7 separate regions of the Mus musculus genome follow, and all the other regions are linked to region 7. A link is a contact called in public Hi-C, HiChIP or PLAC-seq, capture Hi-C and promoter capture Hi-C data. All regions are on one chromosome and are shown on one strand. Each heading gives the region's core, a stretch centred on a gene start, on an enhancer-like site or on the middle of the called end of the contact. The rest is flanking DNA. Distances are from core to core; before and after follow the strand shown. Region 1 overlaps Galm (galactose mutarotase). Region 2 overlaps Galm (galactose mutarotase). Region 3 overlaps Cdc42ep3 (CDC42 effector protein (Rho GTPase binding) 3). Region 4 holds the start of Gemin6 (gem nuclear organelle associated protein 6). Region 5 holds the start of Hnrnpll (heterogeneous nuclear ribonucleoprotein L-like). Region 6 has its middle 24 kb from the start of Gm22215. Region 7 holds the start of Cyp1b1 (cytochrome P450, family 1, subfamily b, polypeptide 1).

Region 1 (3,517 bases), core at 994-3,493, 450 kb after region 7:
GCTGTTCACTTGCTGGCTCATGCTCTTCCAGGGTCAGCACCAGAGAACAGGGTTCTGCTTGCACATTAGACCTCATGGAGGTCTTTGGAGTGTTTGAATCCAGGAGACCGACTTCACACCATTGTCAGCTTAGAAATACCGTCTCACAATATTGTAAGAGTGGGGCTTGACTGGAGACAGAGACCAGTTGAAAGCTACTTAATATCCAAGTGAGAATTAAGGGGGACCTAAGGCAGGGGTCAGCTAGAAGAAGGGGATTTTATATTTAGGAGGTAAAATCAGGTGGCTGGGGCTGGAGAGTTAGTTCAATTGAATGCTTATTGACCTGAGTTCCAGCCCCAGAACCCACATACAAACTGGGTGTTAGTAGAACATGCCTATAGACCCCACACTTAGGAGGTAGAGACAGTGGGCTCCCTGGAGCTCTCTGGTCAGCCAGCCTAGACAAATCTGCAAACTGCAGATCAGTGAGAGACCCTGTCTCAAAAAACCAAGATGGGCTGGACGGTGGTGGGAAGATGGCCAGGCAGAGAGCAGAGGAGAATCTGTCCCAGCTAACCCCACCTGATAGCGTGATCAGGGCAGAAGCCAGTTTGTGTCAGAGAGTGTGGGCCTGTGAGCTGTTATCAGCTAAGGTAACTTGAACACAGAATCCTTGAGGCCTGGGGGCTGGGGGTGGGGTCTGTCTATCCTCAACAGCTTATGAGAAAGGGAAGAGGCAGGGAAGAGGGGAGAGGGTGTCACGGAGAGGTTGGGTACCACTCAAGGTAGAAAGGTTTTAAGGGAGAGGGAAACTGACTTGAGAACTGAAATGGTTGTGGGAGAACTTGGGGAATCCAAATGATGAATGTGAATAGCCTCAGTCTGTGAATTTTCTCCTGGTTCTTTCAGAAGTCTGGACAAAGAACGTGGATTGGCCCACAGTTAGGGTTTCTGTCAGATCCAAGGGCAGGAGGTCAGAGTGTTAGACAGGTCAAGAAAGGTCACTAAGCCAGTAGCTTAGGCTGTAGACAATGGGTCTTTCATAAGTATCAAAGGATGTGAAGGATGGTAGGATACATAGTAAGAAAATACGGTGACACCAGGGACCTGGCGGTCTCTGGAGAAGATCAGACCTATCTGGAACCTCACACCTGCGGTACAGCCAGAAGGCATGAAGGCCACAGCTGGGCAGAGAGCCACGGCAGAGTGAACTTCTTAACTAATGGCAAATCCCTGTGTTCAGTGCTGATGGCCATCTAAGATGGAAAAACACTGTCAGGAAATGCCTTATGTGGGTTAACCATGAAGAATTGCCCTCTCATCTGAAAGTGACCTGCGGCTCAGCTCAGCTCTTCCTGCTGTGGATGTCACGTCATATCTGGAAGCGACACCCTCCTTCCTTTGAGTCAGAGTCAAAAAAATCAGAAAGCCCTCAGTGGAGTGAGAAAGAGATTGGGGAGAGCGGGACCCACCCACATGGTATCGGAATGACATCATCAACACAACCAGACAGCAGAGGAAAAGTGCAGAGGAGTGCTGAGACCGAGGGGTCTGTGAAATGTTTCCAAAATGCTACCTCTACAGGAAAGTCCCAAGGTGCTTTTCCTTGTTGGCTGCTGGAATGAAGTAAGAATTCCCACCCAGGGTGTCACCTTTCATTATCATCCTCTTTATGTCGCTTCCTAAAATAATAACTGCCATTCAGGAGATGACTTAACCAAGATGGCTTAATTAGATATCAGACGAATACCTGTGCCCAGGAGCCCCATTACTGCAGGCCTCCTCATGCAAATCTTTCTGGCTATTCCCAACCTGACTAGCTAAAGAGACAGACGTAATTGGAGCAGCTGGGCTGTAAGCACAGCTGGGCCGTCCCCATGGAGACCAGAATTCTGCTCGGGAGTGCTTCCTGTTGCCAGCTTTTCTTCCCTCTATCTTTTTTTTTCCCGTTGTGTAGCAGCGCCTCAGTGCTCAGGTCTGTGCATACCAATCACTGGGGAGGTCGTTAAATACAGATTCTGCCTCCGCATTCTCTGATTGAGCTACTGGGTCCGTGATTCTCACAAGCCCGTAGGTGAGGCATGTTCTGCTGCTGCTGGTGGTCCTTGAGTCTCCTTCCAAGCAGCTATCAACAAAGCTCCAGCTAGCCTGCAGGAGCGTATGTTGCTTTCTCATTTTGGCACCATTTCTCCCCTTCTGTTGCTCTCCCCAGCTCCTCTATGGTCTCCAGTGGACAGTAGCTCCCTGTGTTCTCCCTCCTCCCTCTAGCACGCCATTCGTGGGCTCCATCACTAAACGTGTGTTCCTCAAGTCAGTCTTCAGCTAATGGCTTTCAGCCAGCGGTTTCCTTAAATCAGGCTAGCTGAAAGTTCTATTAAGACACAAATGGGTGGGGATGAAGCTCAGTTGGTTGAATGCCACAGAGCATGAATGAGGTCTCTGGGCCATCCTCGGTACTGCATAAAACCAATCGTGGTGGCCACACCCATGACCTCAGCACAGGTGGTAGAGGCAGGCTTAGAAAAGGTCAGCCTTCTCAGCTGTACAAGCTCAAGGGCAGCCTGGGCGATATGAGACGCTGTCTCAAAATTAAAAGTTTTAAAAGAAAGAAGAAAAAAATAACCCAATATCACAGAGTATTCCGCAAGTCGACACCCAGCTTCGCTGCTTTTGTCTCACACCCCAGTAATCCTGGGGTGTCACAGCTGGAAGGCATCACATCTGGATCCCAGAGCTCAGCAGCAGCTGGGTGTCCCTGGGGAAGGATATCACCTTGCTCATTGTCCACCGGGTCAAAGTATTGAAAAGGCTTTTCATTTTTCTTCCTTTTGGTTTCTCAAGACAGGGTTTCTCTGTTTTAGCCCTGGCTGTCCTGGAACTCAATCTGTGGACCAGGATGGCCTTGAACTCAAGAGATCCACCTCTGCCTCCCGAGTAAGTGTAGCTGGGAGTAAGTGTTTACACCACTACCGCCTGGCTTTTTTTTCTTTTTTTAATATTTATTTAAATTTGGTTCTGGAGAGAGTCTTATTGTATAGTTCCAACTGGCCTTGAACATGCTACTTAAACCAAGCTGGCCTATGCAGGGTGACGGTGGCAAAGGACTTTAATCAGGAGGCAGAAGCAAATAGATCTGAGTCTAAGGCTAACCTGGTCTACAGAGCAAGTTCCAGGACAGCCAGAGCCACACAGGGAGACTCTGTCTTAAAAAACAAAACCAGGCTGGCCCCAAACTTGAAGAGATCTGCCTGTCTCTACCCCGACCCCCCATCCCCGAGTGTGAGGTTAAATATGTATATGCCTGGCACGCTGGTATCACAGATACGCTATACCACATCCTGGCTGTTGTTTTCTTTGCTTACTTATTTTGAAGCTGTCTCATATACCCCAGGCTAGATGACTAGTCTACCAGCTGAGTGCTTCCTAACCCCTGAACAACCCTTTCAAATAAGTATCACCGGGTGCTTCATTTGAGGAAGCTGAGAACTCAGGAGGCACACACGTGGTACACAGACAAACAGACAGGCAAGAGATA
Region 2 (3,581 bases), core at 1,037-3,536, 420 kb after region 7:
ACTTGTGTGGCCAGGCTTTGCATCTCTAGGCAGCAAACACCTTTAGCACCCTACTGGCTCTAAAAGGATGAAACCCTGTGTAACAATGCCATCTTAAACTAGGTGTGGTGGTAGTGTTAATGTCCCTCATGTCCCTAATAGCAACACTAGGAGGCTGAGGTAGATCTTAAATGTGAGGCCTAGCTAGACTACACAGTAGAAAAGGCAGAGTCTCAGACAGACACACAAACAAAGGCTACTTTGAGCTCGAGTGAGGACTCTGCTCCATACCACTTGCACATCCTTGGAGGAAGATTTTAGAGACATGCTAATCTGTCCGGTCTGTTTGTGCAGGTTACCTCCAGAAGCAGCCCTACTTTGGAGCAGTGGTTGGGAGGGTAGCCAACCGAATTGCCAAAGGAAGATTCACTATAGGTGGGAAGGAGTACCACCTGCCAGTTAACAGAGAGCCCAACAGTCTCCATGGCGGATTCACGGGGTTTGATAAGGTGAGCTGGGCACGTGACAAGAGCTCCTCGTGGCACACTTTCAAGTCCCCTCAAGCCGGTATTTGCGGGACCCTAGAGCACTCCTGTGGCGGAGGGATCCAGGGAAGAGGTTTGTTCCGTATTGTGACAGTCTTGGACTCAGGAAGTCCGGCATGGCTTTCACAGCCGTGTCACTATCAGGGAACCAGGTTACAGATTAATGATCATCCCTGAGACTTACAGCACAGGCACTCACACGCGTGTTCTCTAGTCATTAAAACTTATTAAAACCACGAGTTGTCACCAAATGAAAATGCTGAGCCCCACCCCCACCCCTAAGCGAGACATCTCCTAGAGGGATAGCCAGGCCTGTCTGCCTGGCCCCAAGCCCTCATTCCCACCTCCACGGTAAGTATTCATGTCCTCCAGTCCTCCTGGTATCTGTCCTCAGTCCCCTCCCCCATGCATAGCGTGTTCAACACTTAGCGTGTACCCTCCCACCGAATTGCTTTGTTCCTCAAAGTTAGGTCAGGTTGTCTCCAGGTTCCCATTTCTAGACAAACACTCCCATTATCTAAGCAAATCTCTGGGAAACAAGGTCAGGAAAGTAAGTGGATCAGGTAGATCCTCTGGGATGGACAGATCCCCGCCTCCTGCTTCTCAGTCCCGCTGTGTATCTGCTCAGCGGCTCTGAGCTGTCTCATTCTGAGCTCTGAGGGAGAAAACTTCAGAGGAATTTGGGCTTAGGTTACTTCCTAGGCTCTAGCCAGAGAAGATGAGAATCTGGGCGGCAGCCAAAAGCCACCGCAAGCCATGCTTCTTCTCTTGCCTCCGGCCACTACCTCTTCTGTTGAAGGAAGTTGGACGCTCTGTTTCCCGCTCCTGTTACCAGCTTCCTGTCTATGACCCAGAACCGGATCACACAGTTGGGAAGAGCAGAAGGGAGAGAGGAATGTCAGCTCTGCCAGCATTAGGGCTGAAGATCTCTAGAATGTTCCAGGTCCGCGAACAAACCTCAACCCAGGAGAAGTTGGACCCAGACTTCCTTGGGACAGGAATCTTCAGAGGAGCCTGAAAACAGCAACGTGAAGTAGCTTGTTCCTCCTTCTGTGGTGTTTACTAGCACGTATTCCTAACACAGACAAAAAGATCTGTCTCCATACATCGTCTTTTCATGACAGGATCTCATGTGCCCCGTGCTGGCCTTGACCTGGCTACTAAGTGGCTGAGAATAATCTTGAGTTTTTGATTGTCCTCTCTCTAGCTCTCCCTTGCCGGAATTGCTAGTGTGTGTGTGTGTGTGTGTGTGTGTGTGTGTGTGTGTGTGTGTGTGTGTTTTAAGATGTATTTATTTATTTTATGTAAGTACACTGTAGCTATCTTCAGACACACCAAAAGAGGGCATCCAATCTCATTACAGATGGTTGTGAGGCACCATGTGGTTGCTGGGATTTGAACTCAGGACCTCTGGAAGAGCAGCCAGTGCTCTTAACTGCTGAGCCATCTCTCCAGCCCAGTTTGTTTTGTTTTGTTTTGTTTTGTTTTAAAGATTTTTTTATTATGTATTTGTGTGTTTGTGTGTGTGTTCAGTGTGTGTGTGTGTGTGTGTGTGTGTATGTGTGTGTATGTGTGTGTGTATAGGGGGAGGTGCCTAAGGGAGGCCAGAGAGGGTGTTAGGTCCCTGGAGCTACAGTTACAGGCAGTTGTGAGCTACAAGATGTAGGTACTAGAAACCAAAGTCAGCTCCTATGCAAGAGCAGCCAGCGCTCTCAGCTGCTGAGCCAGCTCTCTAGTCCAGGAATCACCCGTTTTATGTGGTAGTGGGGACTGAACCAGAGCTTCCTGCATGCTAGCTAGGTAGTCACTCAGCCGTCTGAGGCACATCCCTTAAAACCCTGCCTCAGTACATTTTATATCGGTACAACTGAATACACAGAGCAGGTGACTTTTGTTAAAACAAAGGTCTAAGTTAGCCCCCATTTCTAGAGGCTGGAAGTTCAAGGGCAGGACACCAGCTTCTGGCTTTGTTTCAGATGTACACTTCGCTTTATCCTAAGGTGGAGAAGACATCTTAGAATCATTGTGCCGGCTCAGGTCTTTCTTCCTCTTATTTCAAAACCACCAAAACCACCGTGGGGGGGGCGGGGGGTGGGGGCTGTGCTAACTATCACAACCTCATCTAATCCTAGCTGTCCGTCAGGTGCTCTGCCTTAAATACCCATACAATGAATTTGAGAATCAAGTTTCCAACAGATGAGAGTTTGGGGCAGCACATTCCAGTCTTAGCAGTGCCCTTTAGTGGTGTGAGTCTCTTTGCGCACCAGCAAGACTAACAGGCTTGGACTCCTAGGGATCCATGGATGGCCCCTTACATAACAGAGAAGCACAGATGTGAACAGTGTGCTGTAGGAAGGGAGTGTGAGCAACAGGGTTGGTGGGATTTGAGCTCCTGAAGAGCAGGTAGCGTCTGTCCATCTGTGGATGCCCAAGAGATGACTGTGAAGGGCAAGGCTTGGCTTCTGTGGAGCCACTGGAGTTTGGGGCAGGAAGTTTACTGCAGTGGCACAAGCAGCAGCATTGACCGTGATGCTTCACCCTATTGGATTGCAACAATCAATGAATAATTTAGTTTGGAGATAATGTGCTTTTTCTATTATAGCAACACTTTAAAAAAAAAAATGAAAATTGAGTCCTGACAGGACTAGAAATAGTACAAGAAAGACTAAAGATATGAAATTTCTGGAAAATTGGAAACTTTGGGTCAGGAAACTGGTTCTGTGGATAGGAATTGCACTTAGCTAAGGATGATAAAAAATCTTTCCACTGTGTTCCTTCTGTAAAGGTCAAAAATGTAGGTGGCAAGGCAATAACGTTTTATTTCAAGCATTTAATTGTTGAAATTTTCCATTTGATGATTTTTCTTCTTTTCTTTTGATTTTTTTTCCCCTAAGGTTACACATGAAACAGGCTTCCTTAATATTTTAAAATTTGTATTCATTAGTGTTGTATGTATCTCTATGTATCTTTGGGTGTGTGTTCATGTATATATCTGTGTCTGCTTACGTGTGTCTGTCTATATGATTCTGTGTGCTCTCATGTACACATACATGTGCA
Region 3 (3,663 bases), core at 693-3,192, 370 kb before region 7:
AGGCTGAAGTTGAGAGACCACAGCAGAATCACGACTGCCAGAATTGATACCTGAGCAGAGACTGCATGTGGCCCCAAAGCATCAAACCCCTTCCTGAAAAGGTTTGAACCCTTGCTTTAGATGCTTGCATCTCTACAAAGCTTTGTTGTCCACCCCCATCACGCCCTGCACAAGGCTTCAACTACCATTTCTAATGACAACTTCAGCTCACACAGACCTACTTAAGTCTAGACTAGAACCCCTCAAAGTGGTCCATGGACCAGACCAGTCCATAGGTAAAGAAATTGAAAGTAAGGTCTTAGAAACTTTTTTGACATTGCCATAGCAACCAAGCATATGGTTGGTGTTTTCTTTTCTCACTGAAGTGGTTGATGATAAATCTGGGGTTTTTGCACTGTTGATCTTGCTGTGTGGGGTCCGGGTCATAGATTTCACTGTGCACAGTAAGTTCCATCAATTCTGCCACAGATTGAAAATTGAAGTCAAAGGCAAAGCAGTGGCTCTTCTCAGAGAGTGTGAAGCACTGTGTTTCTTTCCTGCATTCTGGGGTTCCCGACTTTGCTTTCCTGGGAAACTCCATCTTTCCTCCCTCTGACTAGCCATGGTGAGGGCCTTCTGTGCTTTCTTCTCTTTCTTTGTAAATGGCCAAACCCAGCTATCATTTTAACCTCTCCCTGGCTTCATTCTCCTGTCAAGTCTAAAACCCTATCACTGAATCTCTCCTCATTCGCCCCCACAATTGCCGTGTTGTGCGTGCATTTGCCTCTCCTCTTTCTCTTCTTACCTAGAATCCACCCATAATCTTAAAACCCTTAAGAGGCAGGCCCACCCTTACAGCCTGGGGATAGGACTGCACAGGACCACACAGGCAAACCGAGGGGCTGCCCAGCCCTACAGCTGTAGCTCTTCCCTGTTGCCAAGGCCTCTGGAATTCCTTAGCATCATGTGTGCATCTGACATCCACTAACCATCACACCGAATTGTAGTTACTGCTTCCTTGCATGTCACCCCCACCCCGATTAGGCCGTCATCTATGAGAATTAATTATTTTACTCATAGAAGGAACTAAAGAGAGCATATATTTGTGAATGTTATTTAAAGGGGAAACAGCTTCTACCCGTGCCTGCAAAGTGCTAACCAGTATCATATCAGAGGGTTACGACCGCCTTGGGCCATTCAATGTAATCTCCTGATTACATTCAAGTTCAAGTTCAACTTAGAGTGAGATTCTAGAGAAGCAATGAGCCCGCTCTGCTGACCACTCCTTTCAAGTGGAAGTAAGTTCAGGAGAATTTGGCTCATGTGACCTAAAAGCATATGAGGAAATATCAGGAAACCACAAAGGGCATCCTATAGCAAAGGGAAGCCCCGGGTGGGGCCTGTAACAGCCACAAGAGAGGACTCCACTTCATTTGAGAACAGCCTTCTCAAGGCTTACAGAGGATGGAATGTCCTAAGGCCCAGCAAATACTTGTCTCCTTCTGGTCACTGTGCAGAGCCTTTGAAAAACTATAGAATAGTTTAAACACACACACAGTCTAAATTATTTTCAAAATGAGGATAATACTCCTTACTGACTGTTGCATCTATTTTTAGTAATATTGAGATCTTTGCATTCAAGAAATGTGGCCAAGCAGGTCCTAGTCTGTCTCCTCAGCACCTTGACTCCTTTGCTTCTTTGGAGAGAGCTGCTAGGTGGGAAGATGAGGTATGTCTCTGGCCCTGATGATAGCACAATGACTTGAAGGCTATAGCAGCTGTACTTCTCTCTAGATAGCAGGGGACCCACAGGGACCCCTCCATGTGCCAGTGACAGGCCAGAGTATAGAACTGCCTTGTAGGACTTGAATAGCAGCAGGATGAAGTCAACAAGAATCAGATGAATAAGTAGGAAGTCCTGCAATTGGGTTAAAGCTCGTTACATAATCACATAAGTGCAGAAGAAGGCAGGATGTGGCTGGCAGCTCTTATAAAAACAGACCTGGGCATCTTAGCTTACCACAAGCTTACTTGTGAGCTGAAGTGGTGACAGAGAAAGCTAAAGCCCCTGACGGCTCCCTGCACGGACCCCAGCCAGACCCCTTTCCATCTCCTGCTGGGTTGGAACTTGTCTGGAGACCCCATGTTATAAGGTGCTCTAGAAGCCGGTGTTCATCTAAATACTTTCTCCCAGCCTTAGCATTTCTGTTCCCCTTCCTGGTGTGACAGTGCTAATCGGTGCCAGTGACTTCCTCTTGAGACTTGAGTTTCCTGCTCTGCAAACTCTAAATAGAATTATGGGCATCTTTTTGAGGCATGAAGTGCCTGGCGAATGGCTGGTAGGCCATGAGCCCCAACCCCAGGGAGAGGCAGAGGTTAGTAATAGTGACTTGGAAAGAGCAGTGATGCATCAGGCAGGCTTTAGAAACTCACACTCGGAAGCTGCATTAGTTCTCTAGAGGAACAGCACATATAGAAGGACTAACATAGGGATTTATTGGAATTGTTTACAAGCTGTGATCTAGCTAGTCCAACAACACTGTCTACCAATGGAAGGTCCGAGAATCAGTCCAGTAGTAGTTGTTCAGTGCACAGGGCTGATGTCTCAGCTGGTCTTCAGTAGAAGCCAGACTCCTGAAGAAGTAGGCTCCCATGCCAGTGATGGCAAGAGGACAAAGAGAGCAGTCCTCCTCCTTCCAAGTCCTTTTTACAGATTGCCACCAGAAGGGGAGCCCCAGATTAAAGGTGTACCTTCTCACCTCTCGAGATCTGCATTAGAAATTGGTCTTCCCAGTTCTAATGATGCAAATTTGTTGCAGGTGTACCCAGCAGCTTGAGTTTTAGGTTAATTCCAGATACAGTCAGGATGACCACCAAAAATAGCCGTCACAGAAGTTTCTTCCAACTTTATTTCTTTTAGACTTTAGGATCTGGATACCTAATTGATTGTTTTAACTAACGTGTAAAGTCTTCCAAATGATGCGGCTCCAAGAGTCAAACTTCCTGCCTAAGACAAAACTGAGCACGAAGCAATCCCTGTTTGGACTCCTTACACAACAACTGAGACCCAACTGAATGTGCTGTGTGTTCCCCAGCAGGCTGGTGGCAGCGATCACCTCTCCGCAGGTGAGCCACTGGATTAAGGAGTCCTTCATGAAGGATCCTGGGATAAAAGCCACCAGCTCGAGTATGAAACTCATCTTACCATTACACCCCGACTCAGCATGACTAGAAGACATTTCATTCTGAAGACTAAACGTGAGAATACCACATGCAGTTTAGCCTGCCCAAAGGGAGCCATGTGTCTCTAAATATGACCTTCAGGATGTCACCAGAACAAGACAGATTCCCAAATGTGTAAGCTGTCCAAACAGAAGCCTGTCTTTGAAGTTTCTGCCTTCCAGCCTGCGCTGGCTCCTTAGAGAACTACATGGCTGTTTTCCAGCCCAAGGCCCCTCTTTATTAGCAGGATAGGCTAATGCTGATAAGTCACATGGATACTGGCTTATTGAAATCTAGAGCTAGAGATGATCTGCACTCATGAAACACCAGATCCTGTTAGAGATGACAAACAGGCTTCCAGAGGCCGGAATCACACCGTATGGATGCTCACCAAGCTGCCAACCTCTGTTTTCAGATCCAGTCTGTGCTCCCTCTGCCTGCTTCCAAGCAGAACCACCACTT
Region 4 (3,334 bases), core at 617-3,116, 510 kb after region 7:
TACACCCACATTCTTTGAGACAGTGTCTCTTTGGTTCAGGATTTTACAATTAGACTAGTGAGCCCCACGGGTCCTTCTGATTCCACTTCCCAGCCATGAAATTGCAAATGAGCCATACCGGGCTTTTTTTTTTTTTTTTAATGGAGCCATTCCTAGCATTCATCAATATAATCTTGATGACTACTAAGCATATACATAAAGAAGAGACATTTCAATTGGCTGGTACTAATTGAGTGAATTAGAAAAGCTAGAAGCCGGGTGATGGTGGCGCACACCTTTAATCCCAGCACTTGGAAGGCAGAGGCAGGCAGATTTCTGAGTTCGAGGCCAGCCTGGTCTACAGAGTGAGTTCCAGGACAGCCAGGGCTACACAGAGAAACCCTGTCTCGAATTTAAAAAAAAAAAAAAAAAGCTAGAATAGTTTAAATATCTTGTATCTAGTTGCAACTGATTTTTAAATTTTTTTAATTTTTTTTTTTTTTTTTTTTTTGTAGCAGGGCTGGCCTAGAACTCACTATGTAGACTAATTGATCCCAAACTCCCTGCCTACCTCTGCTTTCCACAAGCTTGGATTAAAGTCCTATGCACCACATGTGGCCCAAATGCAACTTAAATTTCTGATAATTTGGACAGAGTAGGGACATGTCCTTGTTTCAAAAGGGGAAGAAAACATAAGCCAAACAGGTTTGCAGTAAAGAATGAAACTTAAAATGCAACTGAACAGTTGTCACAAATCAGTTGTAGATTTTTATTCTGTAGTTTTAAAGGTCAAACATTTTCTCCCACACTCTTAATAACTTGGAATTTACATTAGCTCTTGTAGCTTTATAGAGGGTTTTAACTGATAAACTCTAACTTAATCCATGAAATCTCATTAATATGAAGTCAATCATTCAATAAATGAAGGTTTTGGGAAGGATTATTTGATATGGAATTTCAAGTAGTAATTTTAAAAAACCGATTCATATTTAATGTTTCTGCTGCTTGGCTTGACAATCTTTTTTTTTTTTTTTTTTTTTTTTTTGAGACAGGGTTTCTCTGTGTAGCTCAGGCTGTCCTGGAACTCACTTTATAGACCAGGCTGGCCTCGAACTCAGAAATTCGCCTGCCTCTGCCTCCCGAGTGCTGGGATTAAAGGCGTGCGCCACCACGCCCACCTCTGGCTTGACAATTTTATAGCTCAGTTTTTGTTCATCGCCCTTGGTGGGTTTTTTTGTTGTAGTTGTTGTCTTGGCGGGGGAGAGGGTTGTTTTTTTCTCTTTTCAGTATAGGCAGAATCTTAGCATTTACTGCCTTGCACCACTTTTCAGTATCACAGTCTCGAAGATTCTGCAGTATGTCAGAGCCCAGTCAGCTACGTGCCCAGAAATCTGAAGCAGAAACAACATAATCCAGTGCTGCTTGGGAGGCAGAGGCAGGCGAAGTCTACAGAGTGAGTTCCAGGACAGCTAGGGCTACACAGAGAAACCCTGTCTCGAAAAAAAAAAAAAAAAAAAAATCCAGTGCTGATCTTCCCAACTTCACCACTGTTCTTGAGATTTACTGAGAACACGTCCCCAAAGGTGCACGCATTTTAACCGGCTCCAAAACGAGCTAGACCAGAATTCATGCCATTCACCTCGGCTTTTAGAGCCTTAAGGTTTACCCAGAGAGCTTTGTGTTGAATTCAGGGCAAAATCGCATTTTCATACCCCACTTAAAAAGCTTTGAGGTACGAACATTTTCCTCTTACAAAGATTTCTTGAGACGTTCACGGTGGCCAGGAGAACTCAAGTTCCCTTGGACACAACCTGCAGTGCAAGAACGGAGGCAAAGGACTACAGGATGGAGGATTCTGGGGGAAGGAAATGACGTCAGGAGCAAAGCATGCTGGGCTCAGGCGGGCCGACTCAAGCCCGCTCGGCGGCGTGTGAGCTAAGTAGAAATATAGCCAGGGTCTCTGCGGCGTTTCCCTGAGTCGTGCAGAGTTCTGGGTATGGCGGCCTCTGGACAGGACCTGGTGTTGGAGCTCTAGAGCTTCGCTAACGGGTCCTCAGCGCTTTACGAGAAAATTGGCGCAAAGCCCGTGGAGAGTCATCTAGAAAGAGTAGGTGGGAATCCGAGAACTCCGCATCAGTTATGTCTGTCAGGGGTTTAGGGCGAAATCCTTTTATCTAAGGAAAGCGGAACGGAAGTGGCTGCTTCTTCTTTTTTCTAAAAAAGATTTCTTTATTGTATATGAGCACACCACTGCTTTCTTCAGACACACCAGAAGAGGACATCGGATTCCATTACCGATGGTTTTGAGCTACCATGTGGTTGCTGGGAATTGACCTCCCAGTCGGTGCTCTTAACCGCTGAGCCATCTCTCCAGCCCCGAAGAGTTTGAGTTATCTACGGGCCAGGTTCAAAGCCAGGTTGAAAGCGGTATCCGGAATTGGGAGCAGAGGGTGGGACTAGACATGCCACAGGAGTTTTAAGAATTGTACCTGTGGCCATTCACTATTACCATCAGTCTGAATTATAAATACCCCTTCCCAGATATACTAAACAAAACATTCTCAAGAATTCTCCAAAGATAGTATCAGTTTCTTATACCCCAGATGGGCGTTTTGCTTGTTCTTCTGAGATCTGAGACGGCACACTATGTTACCAGGCTGGTCTCAGCACTACTAGTAGGTAGGGACTGTAGGTGTGAGTTAAGACTGGCTCTATGTATCAGTGCTTACTTGCATTAAGAAACTCGTTATTTTCAGGCAAATTACAGACTGCCTACAGAATGGCGATCATTAAGACATTTGCTTGGGCTGGTGAGATGGCTCAGTGGGTAAGAGCACTGACTGCTATTCCAAAGGTTCAGAGTTCAAATCCCAGCAACCACATGGTGGCTCACAACCATCCGTAAAAAGATCTGACTCCCTCTTCTGGATTGTCTGAAGACAGCTACAGTGTACTTACATATAATAAATAAATGAATCTTTAAAAATATTTTTAAAAAAAGACATTTGCTTGTGTGGAATATCCATAGTGATTAACCCAAATTGATAATGGTTCTAGATCTGGGCAACTGGTAACCATGAGCGAATGGATGAAGAAAAGCCCCTTAGAATGGGAAGATTACGTTTATAAAGAAGTGAGAGTGATAGCCTGTGAGAAGGAGTATAAAGGATGGCTTCTAACCACAGATCCAGTCTCTGCCAAGTGAGTATGCAACTTAATTTTGTGAAATGACAATCCTATGTACTGGCCCCGGATATCCAAGCTGAGAAGGCAGATCAATCAAAGACTGGTCATTCACACATAATAATTGCTTTTGAGCCTAACTGCTGCTGTTTTAACTATGGGATGCTGTAGC
Region 5 (3,777 bases), core at 877-3,376, 350 kb after region 7:
ACCTTGACCAGAAGGCCAAGAACCAGCTGTGTCCGTAAAGTGACAACAAGAAAAAAAGACTCCTTTAAAAAAAAGATATGGTCAAATTTATCCATCACATTTTACTTTTCTAATTATCCGAATTTTTACATAAAAATTCCCACTGGGCCAGTGAGGTGGCTCAGGTGGTGAATGTCTGCCAGGACTCACAGGATGGAAGTAGCTGTGTCCTTTGACCTCCACACTCGCCTGCATGCTCCAAAGCACACAACACAAATGAATGTAATTTTTTATTATTATTACTCAAACAGGAGCTGAAGAAAGAGCTCATCCAAAAAGCACACAGTGCTCTTGCAAAGACAGCCCAAGAGCTTGACTCCCAGCACTCGAATCTGGTGAGTCGCAATGAAACTACCTGTAACTCTACCTCTAAGGAACACTAAAACCTTACTAGGCTGCCATGGGTACTTGTTATGAACCCATACATGTAACTTTTTTTTTATTTAAGCTAGACCAACAAAAATTCGAACTTTAGAAAGATAAGCGGCTTCTGATTAAAAAGGGTTGGAACACCTTAATTTTTGGAAGGTGTGCATAACTTCGTCAACTTCTGCTAAGATTTGATCTCAAATGTATTAAGTGTTTAAATAATATCTTAAGTCGTCAAGACCGTTTAAAGGCCCCCAAAAGAGTCAAAACCGTTCGGATTGGTTTGTTTCCTTAAAGTCTCCATGGAACTGAAGTTGTGGGTTGCGCTGTCCACATTCCTCCAGCCTCCAGCTAAACGTTTCTGATAAAGGAGGACTCGAGGAATGTGTGACTGAATTCCCACAGCTCTGCATTCATTTCCTTCTGTGGGGGACAAACTTGAAGTACATTATGAATGAAGAACTCTCGTCATCTGAACGCCTTTTATTTGACAGCAGGGACAGACACACACACACACACTTAGATCACCGGCCCACTCATTTCTGTAACAAGAAAACTTATCTTGGCCATTGCCTGGCCTGAATGAACCCCATGCCCACAAAGCCTTTTCTATAGAAAGATATTAAACTAGCGAGGGCTAAACTACGGGGAGAGCACGAGGGCGCAATTTGTCATTGCATCGCGGTTCCCACGGAGACGAGGCCACGAGAGCCTTCCCGTTATGGTTGCCCAGCGTGAGGATGATGCGGGTCGGGGAGGCCGGGTCCCCAGCACAGCCTCGGAGCCGGAGTTGCTCAACTAACAAAGAGCGGATCCCGCCGAGGGCGCGCGGCGCAGCCTCCCGGAGCGGAAGCGACACCCGCCCGCCCCCGCCGCCCCCACCCCGCTACCCTCCCCAAGTTCAGGGCCCGGACTCCGGGAGGCCCGGCACCCCAAGCCCACCCAAAGCCGGCATTCGGGATTCGGGGATCGTGGGCAATAAAGGAAAGAATCAGTCCGAGTCGCCAGCTACGCGCTCGGCGTGCACGCAGCGGCAAAGGCGGCCAGGCCGAACCCCCGCCGCCGGGCCCTGCTGGAGGGACGCGGCGCGGCGCCGCGCTTTGTTACCGTGGACAGGGGCATGCTCCGAGGGCCACCGCCGCTGCCACCTTCGTCGCCGCCGCTCCCTCCCTCATCGCCGTCGCCTTCGTCGCCTTCTTCTCCACCTTCGCCTTCCTCGCCGTCGCCGCCGCCGCCGCTGCCTCCGTCTCCGTCGCCTCCGTCGCCGCCGCCGCTGTCGCTATCGCTCCCCGCCTGAGGCGTCGCTTCCTGGCGATTCTCGCTCTCCTCGGCCGAGTAGACGATCTCTCCCTCCTCGGTCTTGAGGCGCTTGGCCTGGCTCTCGAACTCCCGGTCCTCCTCGTACGTCTCCTCCTTGGGGGAGGAGGAGGAGGAGGAGGACATGGCGGCGGCGGTGGAGACGGCGCGGGAGACGGGCCTCAGATGTCGCTGATCGGTCCCCGCCGCGGGCTGCGCCTCCTCGGCGCGGGTCTGAGCTGGCCCGGCGTCCTCCGCGGCGCGCTCCAGGAGCCCGTGACTGAGAAGGGAGCGCGGGCTGAGGGGACGCTTCCCTTTATCTCTCAGCCAGCCTCCAGCCTCTCCCTCCGCCAGCTTCGCGGCTCCCAGCCCCGGGGGGGACGCGAAAGTAAGGATGGGGCCGGGCCGTGGCTTCCGGTCTTCCCTCCTCCCTGATCCGCTCCCCGCCGCTCAGGCGGAGCCTCCACCCCGCCTTGACTGCCGCCGGGCGGGATGGGATCCAGGGCCCGAGAGTTTCCGCCCCCTTGCCGAACTTCCGCCTCCTATTGGAAGAGCGAAAGTCGATCTGGCTTCCAATTGGCTGGAAGAACTGCTCGTCAGAATCCCAGCCTGGACTCTCGCTGGGCTCCGGTCGGGACCGTGCAACGCCCGCTGCGCGCGGTTCCGCAGCGGTTGCAGCCCCGTGGCGGTTAGCGCTGTTAGGCCCTGGCCGCCGCTGAGATACCGGGTGAATGTGAGGAGCCGGCGATGCGTTCGGCAGAGTCGGGGCTGTGGGTGTTAACCGCCTTCCCGCTAATTTGAATGCTTTTCTTCTTCATTTTAAAAAGATGAGGGAGACCTGGAGAATCTTTAAAAAGATGAGGGAAACCTGGAGAATCTCCGCGCACCTAACCACACACAGCCCCCGAAAGCGCGTGGACTCTGCGCCACTAACTAAACAGAACAACCGTTAGCTGTTACTGACTGTGGCGAGCCAGCGAGATGATGCACACAGGTCTGCGCAGGGCATAGGTGACCTGCAAACCGGACCTATTGCTGCAGACATACCTATCCAAGTCCCTGCTGCAGTTACATATTCTCAACCTTCCTCTAAAACCCCTATTCTCACTGTTCTGAATGATCGTCTTCATTTTCCAAAATAGGAAACTCTCACAATCCTGTTCGTTTCCAGCCCACAACTCACTTCCTCTGTGAAGCCTAAAGACTGTTTTAAGGTTTTTAGCTGTTTCTATTTGCAAAAGGCCTTTGAATAACTAAAGGTGTTGTTTTAAAACAAAACAAAACTGGACGTGCTTAAGGGCAGGTACTGTGTTCATTTTTATAATCTAGTTCCAGTACAGTTCACCCCAACCCAATCCACCCCCGAATGGATTTCAGTGACCAACTTACTGGGTTGAAATTATGGTGTCTAGCTAGCAAGAAACCCACCGCGCCCTAAGTGCCCTGTTACTTTAAGCCTTGGAAAACTAAGATTCGTTCTGCGCACTTGTTTTGAACCTCTTCCTTTCCCAGTTGTGGGTTGTTCCCTCCTCTAGCCTGTTTTTTTTCCCCCAAAGGCATTTCTTCCCCCAGAAAGATGTGTGATCGTTCTTTTAACATATGTTGCTTTCTCCTTTATACTTTGCGTCGCTTGTCATTTTAGAATCCTAAGGAATCTAAGCGTTTCTGCAAACTGTACCACTGTGTGTGAGAGAGAGAGAGAGGCCGCTTGCAGAACTGAAAATTAGAAATATGTCTTTAAAATTAAGATAAGACTGACGTGTACCGAAGAAATATCAAAGAAGGAATTGCAGAGCTGGGGACAGATAAGGAAACGTCCTGAGCGAGAGCAACTGCATCCGCAGTCAGAAAAACACTGCACCAGTTTTGCCCAAAAGTTTTTGTCTGAGTCAGATGCTCCATACAAATTGACAGTGCAAAAGTTTCTGTGCAAGAAAGTTCAGGTACAAAAGTTTTAAAAGCTAAGATCTAAAAGGCGTAGGTTTAGGGCTGGAGAGGTGGCTCAGCAGAGGCGGTGCAGCCCTCAGGGAAGCATAGGAGCTTCCCGGTGCTCTTCCTAGGGATCCGATGCTC
Region 6 (3,818 bases), core at 301-2,800, 290 kb after region 7:
TGGTTTGGTTTGGTTTGGTTTTGGGGTTTTTTATGACAGGGTTTCTCCATGTAGCCCTGGCTGGCCTGGAGCTTGTGCTATAGACTGGCCTCCGACTCAGAGAGCAGCTTGTCTCTGCCTAGGACTAAAAGAAAGGTATTAAAGGAGACACTACTATGAAGCTGTCAGACTCCTTTAATACATGCCTGGTCTGAGAGGCAGAGCAACAAACACACAGCATTCACTCACACAGACACACACACACACACACACACACACACACACACACACACACAGACACACAGCATTCATTCACACAGACACACAGACACACAGACACACACAGACACACACACAAACTGTTAAGGCTCAAACCCCACACAAGTAGCTACCATACTTATTAACACACTTCAAAGCTGATGCTGGCCCCCAGGTTCTCCCAGCATCCCTTGGTCCCGACCTGTTATAGTTATAGTATCCTCCTGCCTAGCATACCTGTCCCTCTATCCCGAACTCCCGGCTTCCCTCTGGATAGTTCCTTTGGCACCTATATAACTCAGCCATTTTGGCTACACCAGTCTCTTGGCCAGACTCTTACCGCAGGCCACCCGTCTTGCTCCTTTTCCCCTCCCCCTATCCTCGCATGGCCTGTTCACTCTGGAGTTTGCCAGATGTCTCTACCTTTGGCTGTTTATTTCCTTTTATTTCTAGCTTATATTTCCAGTCATGTTCTCCTTTTATTTCTTTTTTTTTTAAATTCAAACATAATAAAGATCAAATTTTAAAATAATAAAGATCAATATTTACACAATAATAGCAACAGTGACAGGAGCTTGGAGCAGCCTCTTCTCTATGCTATGCTGCATGGAAGGTCAGCTAGTGTCTTCTTCAAAAGAATGGTTTGGGTTTTGTTTCTCTTTTCGCAGGTAAAAACCCACAATGGGGCTTAGTTGAAACATTGTAAATTTTCCCTGATAACAGATGTGATTTTGAAATGCTCACCTCTTCTCTGGAAGGTTGCCAAGGTTCTGCCACAGGTGGCCTCGGATTTTGTCTGTTCTATGTTCTGTGACCTGCTGTTTTTTTCCCCAAGCTCCTCAGACACATCAAAGAGAATGGCTGCCCAAACTGAGGCTGCCGGCTGAAGAATAGAATCAGATCTCTGAAGAACTGGAAGAACAAGCCAAAACCCTGGGAGAGAGGTCAGGATTGAAGTCCCTGATCCTCCAGTGGCCAGTGACATTTGAGATCATCCAGGCCAACCTCTGCATTTCACAGATGAAGAAATGGAGGCCCTGTCACCTCTCACCTTAGTGAAAACCCTAAACCCAGAAATCACAGCCCTGCTCTCCAGAAAGACTGCGGATTAATGTCGGGCACTTGAAACGTCTTTGTTTCTATATGTTTCCTCATTCCTGGTCTCAAGACCTCAGGGAAGGAACCCCCTGTGGTTGTTTATTATTCCGTTGGTATCTGAGCTGAAAATAGAAACCTAGGCCCTATGTCTCCCAGCTCCTCACTCTAACAGTCAACAGAACACTTCCTATGCTTTGCAAATGACTGTCAGCAGGCATTTAGGAAGTTGGCGCTTTGCCAGGTGTTAGTGTTACACACACTGGAGTTTCAATGGCTGAGAGCCAGCGTTTAATACCACAGAAAAAGCTAGCATAATAGTTCTCAAACTATCACATACTCAGTCGGAGGGCAGGGGGGAGTGTGGCACATATCTGTAGTCCGAGCTGAGGCTGAGGCAGGAGGCTAACCTGTACTACATACAGAGCAAGTTCCAGGGCCATTATGAATTGCGTGGAAAGACTTTGTCTTTAAAAGCAAAATAAAATACTTAAAACATATCATTCTTCAATGGCTAGTGTAATGAGGAACGAAAGAAAACATGAAGTATTACTAAGCAGGCCTCAGGTAGTCCATGAACTTATTCTCAAGTTTAGTACTGGTCTCAGTCATGGATGTAGAGTCCAATGCTCGAGTTTGTGAGCACGATAGCATCGAATTCCGGTTTTAGTTTATGGAGAACTTTGGTCCAGTATAATACACATAATCTGAGGTGCTTAATGACTCCTTATCCCCCCAACCACCTCCCTTTTCATGGGAAGTTCCCAATATCAGAATCCATAGTTACAGAGAACGGATGTGGCGCTATGCAGAGGCCTCGGTAAGGAACATGAGGTCCCTTCTGGCCCTCTCTCCTCGGGTTTGGAAATAACTAAATGAGTCCGTTTCCACATTAGATAGCGCGGTGCACACAAGCACTGGAAGTAGAACCCTAGCTAAGATCAGTCCCAGGAGAATGGAATGAAGAGGCGACCTGCAGCACTGAGTTTATGGGTAAAAGGCCCAGGACAAAAGGAGGCAGAGAGAGAGCCTGTAGGTTTTGTGCGCGGCCACCTTGAATATTGAAGAAACTGCAAGATGCACAAGGGAAAGCTAAGGAGGAAGAGAACAGTTCCAAAGAGCACTCTGCAGAGACGGGGGTGGGGGTGGGGGGGGTTGGCTCCTGATCAGCAGTGAGCCCTGTTCAATTGTTAGAAGCCTCGCTGTCCCCTTAGGCGCTGCGCAGTTCTCCGCGCATCCCCGGGGAAGCTGTACTTTCTGTGTAGGTCATTACATAACAAGGCTTATTTGTGGGAGGATGTGGTACAGGTCCTTGGAGAGAGAAGAGAGCTCGACCTCAGACAGAAATATGTCCTCTGAAATTCGAGTTGCTTTCTGCTAATTCCCGTGGAGACTGGTGTCAGGTAACGGAGGACAACCTCATAAACACTGTCCCATCTGTCTGGTCCGCTATGCGGCAGCACTTGGGAGCGCTCGTTTCAGGCCTTGAAGTCAAACCTTTGTATAGCAACCTTGAATAGAAAGGCAGCGGGAAGGTCTATAATACAGTGGGAAAGGTGTTCTCTATCCCTGCGGCTTGGAGCTTTGGGTTTAGACACCCACAGGAGTTGTTTAAAAACACTCGTGCGTTTTGCCAGAAAGTTGAAGAATTGGGAGGTGATCCATAGAGTCCTCTAGTCCTGAGATGGAAGCTTCAAAGGGAAAGGGATTCTTTCTAATCCAAGGGCAAGCATGGATAAAAGGTTCGGAGAGGCTCCACAGCCACAGATGCAGGAGACTTACAAGGCTTCTTATCCTCCGTAAAACACACACACACACACACACACACACACACACACACACACTCACACACAATTAACTTAGGGCTAGGGGTACAGTGGTAGAATAGTTTGCCTAACAAACTTGTATGTGAGTGTGTATATGTTTGTGTGTGTGTGTGTGTATCTTTCTGTGAGTGTGTGTGTATGTATGTATATGATGTGTGTATTTGTGTGTATGGTGTGTGAGTGTGTGTGTATGTGGGTATATGTGCATGCATGGTGTGTGTGTGTGTGTGTATTGTGTGTGACTGTGTGTATGTATATGTATGTATGTATAGTATATGTGTGTATATGTCTCTGTGGTTTGGGTGTATGTGTGTATGCTGGGTGTGTGTGTGTGTGTGTGTGTGTGTGAGAATGTTATTAAAGCTTGAACCTCGCCGGGCGTGGTGGCGCACGCCTTTAATCCCAGCACTCGGGAGGCAGAGGCAGGCAGATTTCTGAGTTCGAGGCCAGCCTGGTCTACAAAGTGAGTTCCAGGACAGCCAGGGCTATACAGAGAAACCCTGTCTCGAAAAACCAAAAACAAAACGCTTGAACCTCAAGCTTTTATGCATGTCAGTCATTCTGCCACAAGTTACATCCCCAAGCTCAATACCACAGAAAATAAAAATTTTAACGTAACTCTAAGTTGAAGGCTTCTTTTTGGTCTGTTTTTTTTTTCAC
Region 7 (3,776 bases), core at 1,078-3,577:
GGCTTCCTTAGCCTGGTAACAGAACCCTGCCCGAAGTTGGAAGTAGGGCCCACAGCCTCCCTGGGACCCGCTGTGCGCTGTGTTTAGTTACTGCATTCCCCTTAAACTTGGAACCGGTCCAATTTTGCTTCTATTGAGCCACGGAAGGCTCAAAGCTGATAGGCCAGCACAGTAAAATTCTTGTTTGTTTGTTTGTTTGTTTGTTTGCTTGTTTGTTTGGTTGGTTTTTTTTTTTTTTTTTTTTTTTTTGTGGGGAAGGACTCTTAATACATTTGTTCCCTATCACGGGGAAGGGGGGATAGGGAGTGGGGCGCAACATCAGAGATGCTGGAAAGTCCTGGCAACACTTATAGAGGGGGAGCACATGTCTTGGCCTGCCCAGTTGAACCCGGCCTTATCTTACCTGAGATCTCAGTTTCGAGGAATTGGGGGTTGGGGGGCGACGCAGCGCGAAACCTCAAACCCTGCGCCCAGAGGCACTCCTTTTTTCAAAGGAGGAAAAGAAGGACTGACCCAGCCCTCCCGGAGGCTTTACCTGGTAAAGAGGATGAGCAGCCACAGCAGCGCGGTGGAAAGGGTGTCCTGGCTGGCTCCGAAGATGTCCGTAATAGTGGCAGGCACATCCTCCAAGTCCAGCCCGGAGGAATCGTCGCCAGGGGCCCCAGACGCTTTCTTTTCGGCAGAGAGGATGAAGGCGTCCGTCATGTCTCGAGGAGCAGCCCCGGGCACCAGGCTTTCGCGGTGCCTCAGGAACTTGTCCAGAACGAAGTTGCTGAAGTTGCGGTTGAGCTGCTCGAACTTGCGGAAGGTGGTGCGCACCGGGTTGGGAAATAGCTGCAGCCAGGGCAGCACATCCACCAGGCTGCCCGCACCCACTGTGCGCCCGAACTCCTCATTGTGGCTGAGCAGCTCTAGGAACTCCGCATCGTCGTGGTTGTACCGACAGCCGAAGCACACAGCGCTCATGACGTTGGCCACCGCCACAATGACCGGCTGCGTTGGATCGAGGAAGGCGCCGCCCGCACAGCGCCGCACCAGCACTGCCACCAATTCTCGAGCCTCTGCCAGCGCGTGGCCCTCGAGAAGACCGCGACTGCGCGGGTGGCGCGTGGAGAAAGCACGCATCGTGCTATAGGCCGAGCGTCGCTGCGTCTTCCAGTGCTCAGAGTAGTGACCGAACGCCAGACTGCGGCCACCAGACACCACACGGAAAGAGGCGAAGGGCGGCCGGTCCGCGAAGATGCTGCCCTGCTGCACCAGGGCCTGGTGGATGGCACTCTCTCCATTCAGCACCACCACGGGACAGCTGCCCAGACGGATCTGGAAAACGTCGCCATAGCGCCTTGCAAGGCGAGCGAAGTACAAGTGCGACGCCTGGCCAACAGCCGCCGCGTTTCCGATCAGTGGCCAAGGAAAGGGACCTGGGGGCGAGGACCACGGTTTCCGTTGCCACTGTCGCAGCAGCCACTGGCCTAAGTGCACGGCGGCCAGGACGGAGAAGAGTAGCAGAAGAGTGGTCTGCTGGGTAGACAGCGAGCTCAGCTGCTGTGGACTGTCTGCACTAAGGCTGGTGGCCATGCTGGGGACACAAAGGCAAACCGTGAAACTCAGGTGTGCAAAGGAAAAAAAGAGTGCCCTCCGTCCCGCGTCTCGGCCCCAGCATGGGGCTTTACCCTGGGATTGAGTAGAGAGGAGGCAGTGCATAATTCAGGTAAAGGCTAGCTTTCTGGGCAAGATGCTTAAAACTATGTTTCCTACCCAACTCAGCCTCCAGCAGAGACCTATCGGCTTCCAAATCCCCAGCTGCCTAACGGTTCCCAGAATTCCGACACAATGCCGGTGGGTGGCAGACACTGAGGCAGGTTTCTTTTAAAGTACCTAATACCCCCACCCCTGACCTTCAAGAACTGCCCTGAAGAGACCTCAGGAAAGTGGCTCCGCGGACAGACTGACCTGCGATGAAGCGTGGTTTCCAGCGGTGTAGAGCAGCGGGATCTGGGAGAAGCTCTGGAGCCTCTGCCCAGATTCTGGCAAGGCTTCAACCTGAGAGTCCCCAGGGACCCCGAGACCTAGACACCTGAGGCCCGCTGCTTTAGCACCTACTCTTGACTCAATCAGAGCCTAAACTTAGATTAGGATGGAGGACAGGGACAAAAGTGTCTCAAGTTTGCACCTGGGACCCCGCAAAGTCAGGGCTTTCTCACGGAGTTGGGGTTGCAGTTGAGAAGGGTCGGGGGTGGGAGTTGATAAAGTGGAGTTAAATCCCAGCCCGCTGGCAGTTTTCAAGCTGGCGTCGCAGAGGTGTCTGCAACGCACCCCAGAGGCGATGCGCCATCCCTCTACTCCGGGGTTTTAAGGACTGGGTAGAGACTGGAGGAAGCGGGACCTTAGGGGGTGGGGCGTGAGGGGCGGGACGCACTGCGAAAATCCACAGATCTGTGAGTTGGGTCTCACATCCGTGCTTAGTGACCCAGGGTGGTCCAGTGGGAAATCCGCGCCTCTGGCTGGGACCCTCCTGAAACAATAGCTGGCAGCTTTGTTAGGATCCGCCTTGTAAAGTTTTCCTTTGGCGACAAGGGCTTGTCGTCAGTCATCCTCCCCACCCCCCACCCCCCAGTCAAGACCCCCACGCTTTCCTCAGAACCGAGCTTGGGACAGAATTTCCAACGCCTCTGCGCGCTGGAGCAAAGCTCAACCAGGAGCACGCCCTCCTCCTCCAGGTGACTCGAGTTTGGTGCCTTGCTCATGATCCTTAGGCACCGAGCCAGGAAAAGAAACTTGCTATTTTAATATCAGGACAGCTTGGTTTGCCTTGCATTTATCTTTATCTTAAGGTTTTACAAAGCATTTGGCCCCACGGCCGCGGCCCTTTGTGTGCACAGATCTCTACCTCTGAGATTTGGAAACCTTTAAAGTTCTCCCGCCCCAAGGCGTGCACCATCCTTCTGCACACAAAGCTCTCAGAAGGCAAGGCTTCCCGCGTTGAAACGACAGGAACTCTGCCACCTGCTGGACACGCGTGACAGCTCAGGTCGCCCCAGGCAGTGATCCAAGCTTGGGCACCAGAGACAGTCCTGGAGCGCCAGACCCGAGAGGGGGCGGTGAGTGGGAGGAGGAGGCGGCTCTGTACGCCAACAAACGGTTGGGTTGAAAAGTTTCTGCTGTCGCCTCCCCCTTGCGTGCGGAGCTGTGCCTTGCGTGCGCCGCTTCTGGGAAGTCGGCTCCAGTCATCTCCCTGGGCGCTGCTCGCGGCCGCCCCTCCCGCGTTTCTCACGACACCTGACACGCCGAGGCGGCGGCCAAGGGCGGGGTGCCTGCCGCCACCACCCTTGGCGGCGCACGCACAGCTGCCGCCCGCAGGGCCTGCCCTGAGGATGCTCGATCGCAGCCAACTGGTCGACCCCCACTCACTCAGCTTGTTTCCCAAACTAGCTTCGGGGACGCTTTCTTCAAAGAGAAAGCCAAGGATGTCAAAAGGCCTGGGAAGCAACTGCTCTTGTTTATGGTCAATGCAAGGTATCGTGCAAAACACCTGAGAGAACAAGGTTTCTGTTAGGCTCTGGAAAAGGCAACCCAAGAAAGAGGTAGACTGCTTCTAATAAAGGAAGAATTGTAGCCCCAGGTCATTGGTGTGATCTCTGGATAACCCGTTCCCAGCGTTGTGTTATTGTCTCATTTACAAATAAAGAGATTCAGAGAGATTATGAGACTATTATCTGAATCACAATGTTCTCTATAGGTGAAGACAGGATTTAAACTCACAAAGTTCCACTCCA

What was found. Promoter capture Hi-C pulls out the DNA fragments that hold promoters and counts their contacts. Hi-C and Micro-C count contacts between places; a contact is called where the count stands out from the background. HiChIP or PLAC-seq counts read pairs in DNA pulled down with a chosen protein or histone mark. Capture Hi-C pulls out chosen DNA fragments and counts their contacts.
Region 1: a contact with region 7 is called in an H3K27ac HiChIP or PLAC-seq map of heart atrium, with 4 times the contacts expected there. The contact joins the enhancer-like site here to the promoter of Cyp1b1 in region 7. A contact is called at or near these places in 7 of 39 promoter capture datasets (3T3-L1-derived adipocytes, the C10 cell line, cranial neural crest and 3 more), 1 of 15 datasets of contacts at CTCF or cohesin (large pre-B cells), 4 of 484 Hi-C or Micro-C datasets (B cells, muscle stem cells, nephron progenitors and 1 more) and 7 of 115 datasets of contacts at active chromatin or transcription factors (embryonic forebrain, embryonic stem cells, heart atrium and 1 more).
Region 2: an H3K27ac HiChIP or PLAC-seq map of microglia shows a contact between it and region 7, with 7 times the contacts expected there. The contact joins the enhancer-like site here to the promoter of Cyp1b1 in region 7. A contact is called at or near these places in 4 of 39 promoter capture datasets (the C10 cell line, cranial neural crest and pre-B cells) and 4 of 115 datasets of contacts at active chromatin or transcription factors (embryonic stem cells and microglia).
Region 3: a contact with region 7 is called in a Hi-C map of LSK cells, with 4 times the contacts expected there. The contact joins the enhancer-like site here to the promoter of Cyp1b1 in region 7. A contact is called at or near these places in 2 of 39 promoter capture datasets (both in liver), 8 of 484 Hi-C or Micro-C datasets (LSK cells, embryonic stem cells and palatal mesenchyme) and 5 of 115 datasets of contacts at active chromatin or transcription factors (astrocytes, bone marrow-derived macrophages, embryonic stem cells and 1 more).
Region 4: a capture Hi-C map of macrophages shows a contact between it and region 7, with 2.7 times the contacts expected there. The contact joins the promoter of Gemin6 here to the promoter of Cyp1b1 in region 7. A contact is called at or near these places in 1 of 39 promoter capture datasets (cranial neural crest), 1 of 484 Hi-C or Micro-C datasets (embryonic stem cells), 1 of 115 datasets of contacts at active chromatin or transcription factors (embryonic stem cells) and 1 of 9 other capture datasets (macrophages).
Region 5: an H3K4me3 HiChIP or PLAC-seq map of embryonic stem cells shows a contact between it and region 7, with 18 read pairs. The contact joins the promoter of Hnrnpll here to the promoter of Cyp1b1 in region 7. A contact is called at or near these places in 4 of 39 promoter capture datasets (the C10 cell line, neural stem cells and stem cell-derived epiblast-like cells), 1 of 484 Hi-C or Micro-C datasets (embryonic stem cells) and 8 of 115 datasets of contacts at active chromatin or transcription factors (craniofacial prominence, embryonic limb bud, embryonic stem cells and 2 more).
Region 6: a promoter capture Hi-C map of stem cell-derived epiblast-like cells shows a contact between it and region 7, with 5 times the contacts expected there. The contact joins the enhancer-like site here to the promoter of Cyp1b1 in region 7. A contact is called at or near these places in 10 of 39 promoter capture datasets (the C10 cell line, cranial neural crest, embryonic stem cells and 3 more), 3 of 15 datasets of contacts at CTCF or cohesin (the NIH/3T3 cell line, embryonic stem cells and large pre-B cells), 34 of 484 Hi-C or Micro-C datasets (the AML12 cell line, B cells, Sertoli cells and 16 more), 15 of 115 datasets of contacts at active chromatin or transcription factors (T-cell acute lymphoblastic leukemia, astrocytes, bone marrow-derived macrophages and 4 more) and 2 of 9 other capture datasets (embryonic stem cells and pancreatic islet).

Annotation. Positions count from the first base shown.
Region 1 is chr17:80,166,673-80,170,189 of GRCm38.p6, forward strand. All of the region lies in intron 4 of Galm (galactose mutarotase), which reads left to right. Among named protein-coding and RNA genes, the nearest start is that of Gm51284, 27 kb to the right of the region's middle. Within about 2 kb of position 2,244, at least 159 of the 459 cell types and tissues checked have an H3K27ac peak or open chromatin away from gene starts, as enhancers often do. A contact at or near this core is called in heart atrium, muscle stem cells and nephron progenitors, where this site is marked.
Region 2 is chr17:80,137,680-80,141,260 of GRCm38.p6, forward strand. Galm (galactose mutarotase) reads left to right here. Exons shown (of 7, transcript NM_176963.4): 2 at 334-488. Among named protein-coding and RNA genes, the nearest start is that of Galm, 12 kb to the left of the region's middle. Within about 2 kb of position 2,287, at least 93 of the 459 cell types and tissues checked have an H3K27ac peak or open chromatin away from gene starts, as enhancers often do. A contact at or near this core is called in microglia, where this site is marked.
Region 3 is chr17:79,346,144-79,349,806 of GRCm38.p6, forward strand. The region is part of intron 1 of Cdc42ep3 (CDC42 effector protein (Rho GTPase binding) 3); the gene reads right to left. Among named protein-coding and RNA genes, the nearest start is that of Gm17315, 6.7 kb to the right of the region's middle. Within about 2 kb of position 1,943, at least 103 of the 459 cell types and tissues checked have an H3K27ac peak or open chromatin away from gene starts, as enhancers often do. A contact at or near this core is called in LSK cells and bone marrow-derived macrophages, where this site is marked.
Region 4 is chr17:80,222,585-80,225,918 of GRCm38.p6, forward strand. Gemin6 (gem nuclear organelle associated protein 6) reads left to right here and starts at 1,867. Exons shown (of 3, transcript NM_026053.4): 1 at 1,867-2,086; 2 at 3,037-3,180. The coding sequence starts at 3,056.
Region 5 is chr17:80,060,142-80,063,918 of GRCm38.p6, forward strand. It overlaps Hnrnpll (heterogeneous nuclear ribonucleoprotein L-like), which reads right to left and starts at 2,127. Exons shown (of 13, transcript NM_144802.4): 1 at 1,516-2,127. The coding sequence starts at 1,851. 4933407O12Rik reads left to right here and starts at 2,081. Exons shown (of 2, transcript XM_006525248.3): 1 at 2,081-2,431; 2 at 2,532-3,321. The coding sequence starts at 2,099. The coding sequence ends at 2,657.
Region 6 is chr17:80,007,466-80,011,283 of GRCm38.p6, forward strand. No RefSeq gene overlaps it. Among named protein-coding and RNA genes, the nearest start is that of Gm22215, 24 kb to the right of the region's middle. Within about 2 kb of position 1,551, at least 44 of the 459 cell types and tissues checked have an H3K27ac peak or open chromatin away from gene starts, as enhancers often do. A contact at or near this core is called in bone marrow-derived macrophages, craniofacial prominence, differentiating embryonic stem cells and 4 more, where this site is marked.
Region 7 is chr17:79,712,734-79,716,509 of GRCm38.p6, forward strand. It overlaps Cyp1b1 (cytochrome P450, family 1, subfamily b, polypeptide 1), which reads right to left and starts at 2,328. Exons shown (of 3, transcript NM_009994.2): 1 at 1,954-2,328; 2 at 536-1,579. The coding sequence starts at 1,578. RefSeq lists promoters at 2,195-3,776, 2,201-3,399 and enhancers at 3,131-3,399, 3,162-3,192, 3,183-3,212, 3,325-3,353.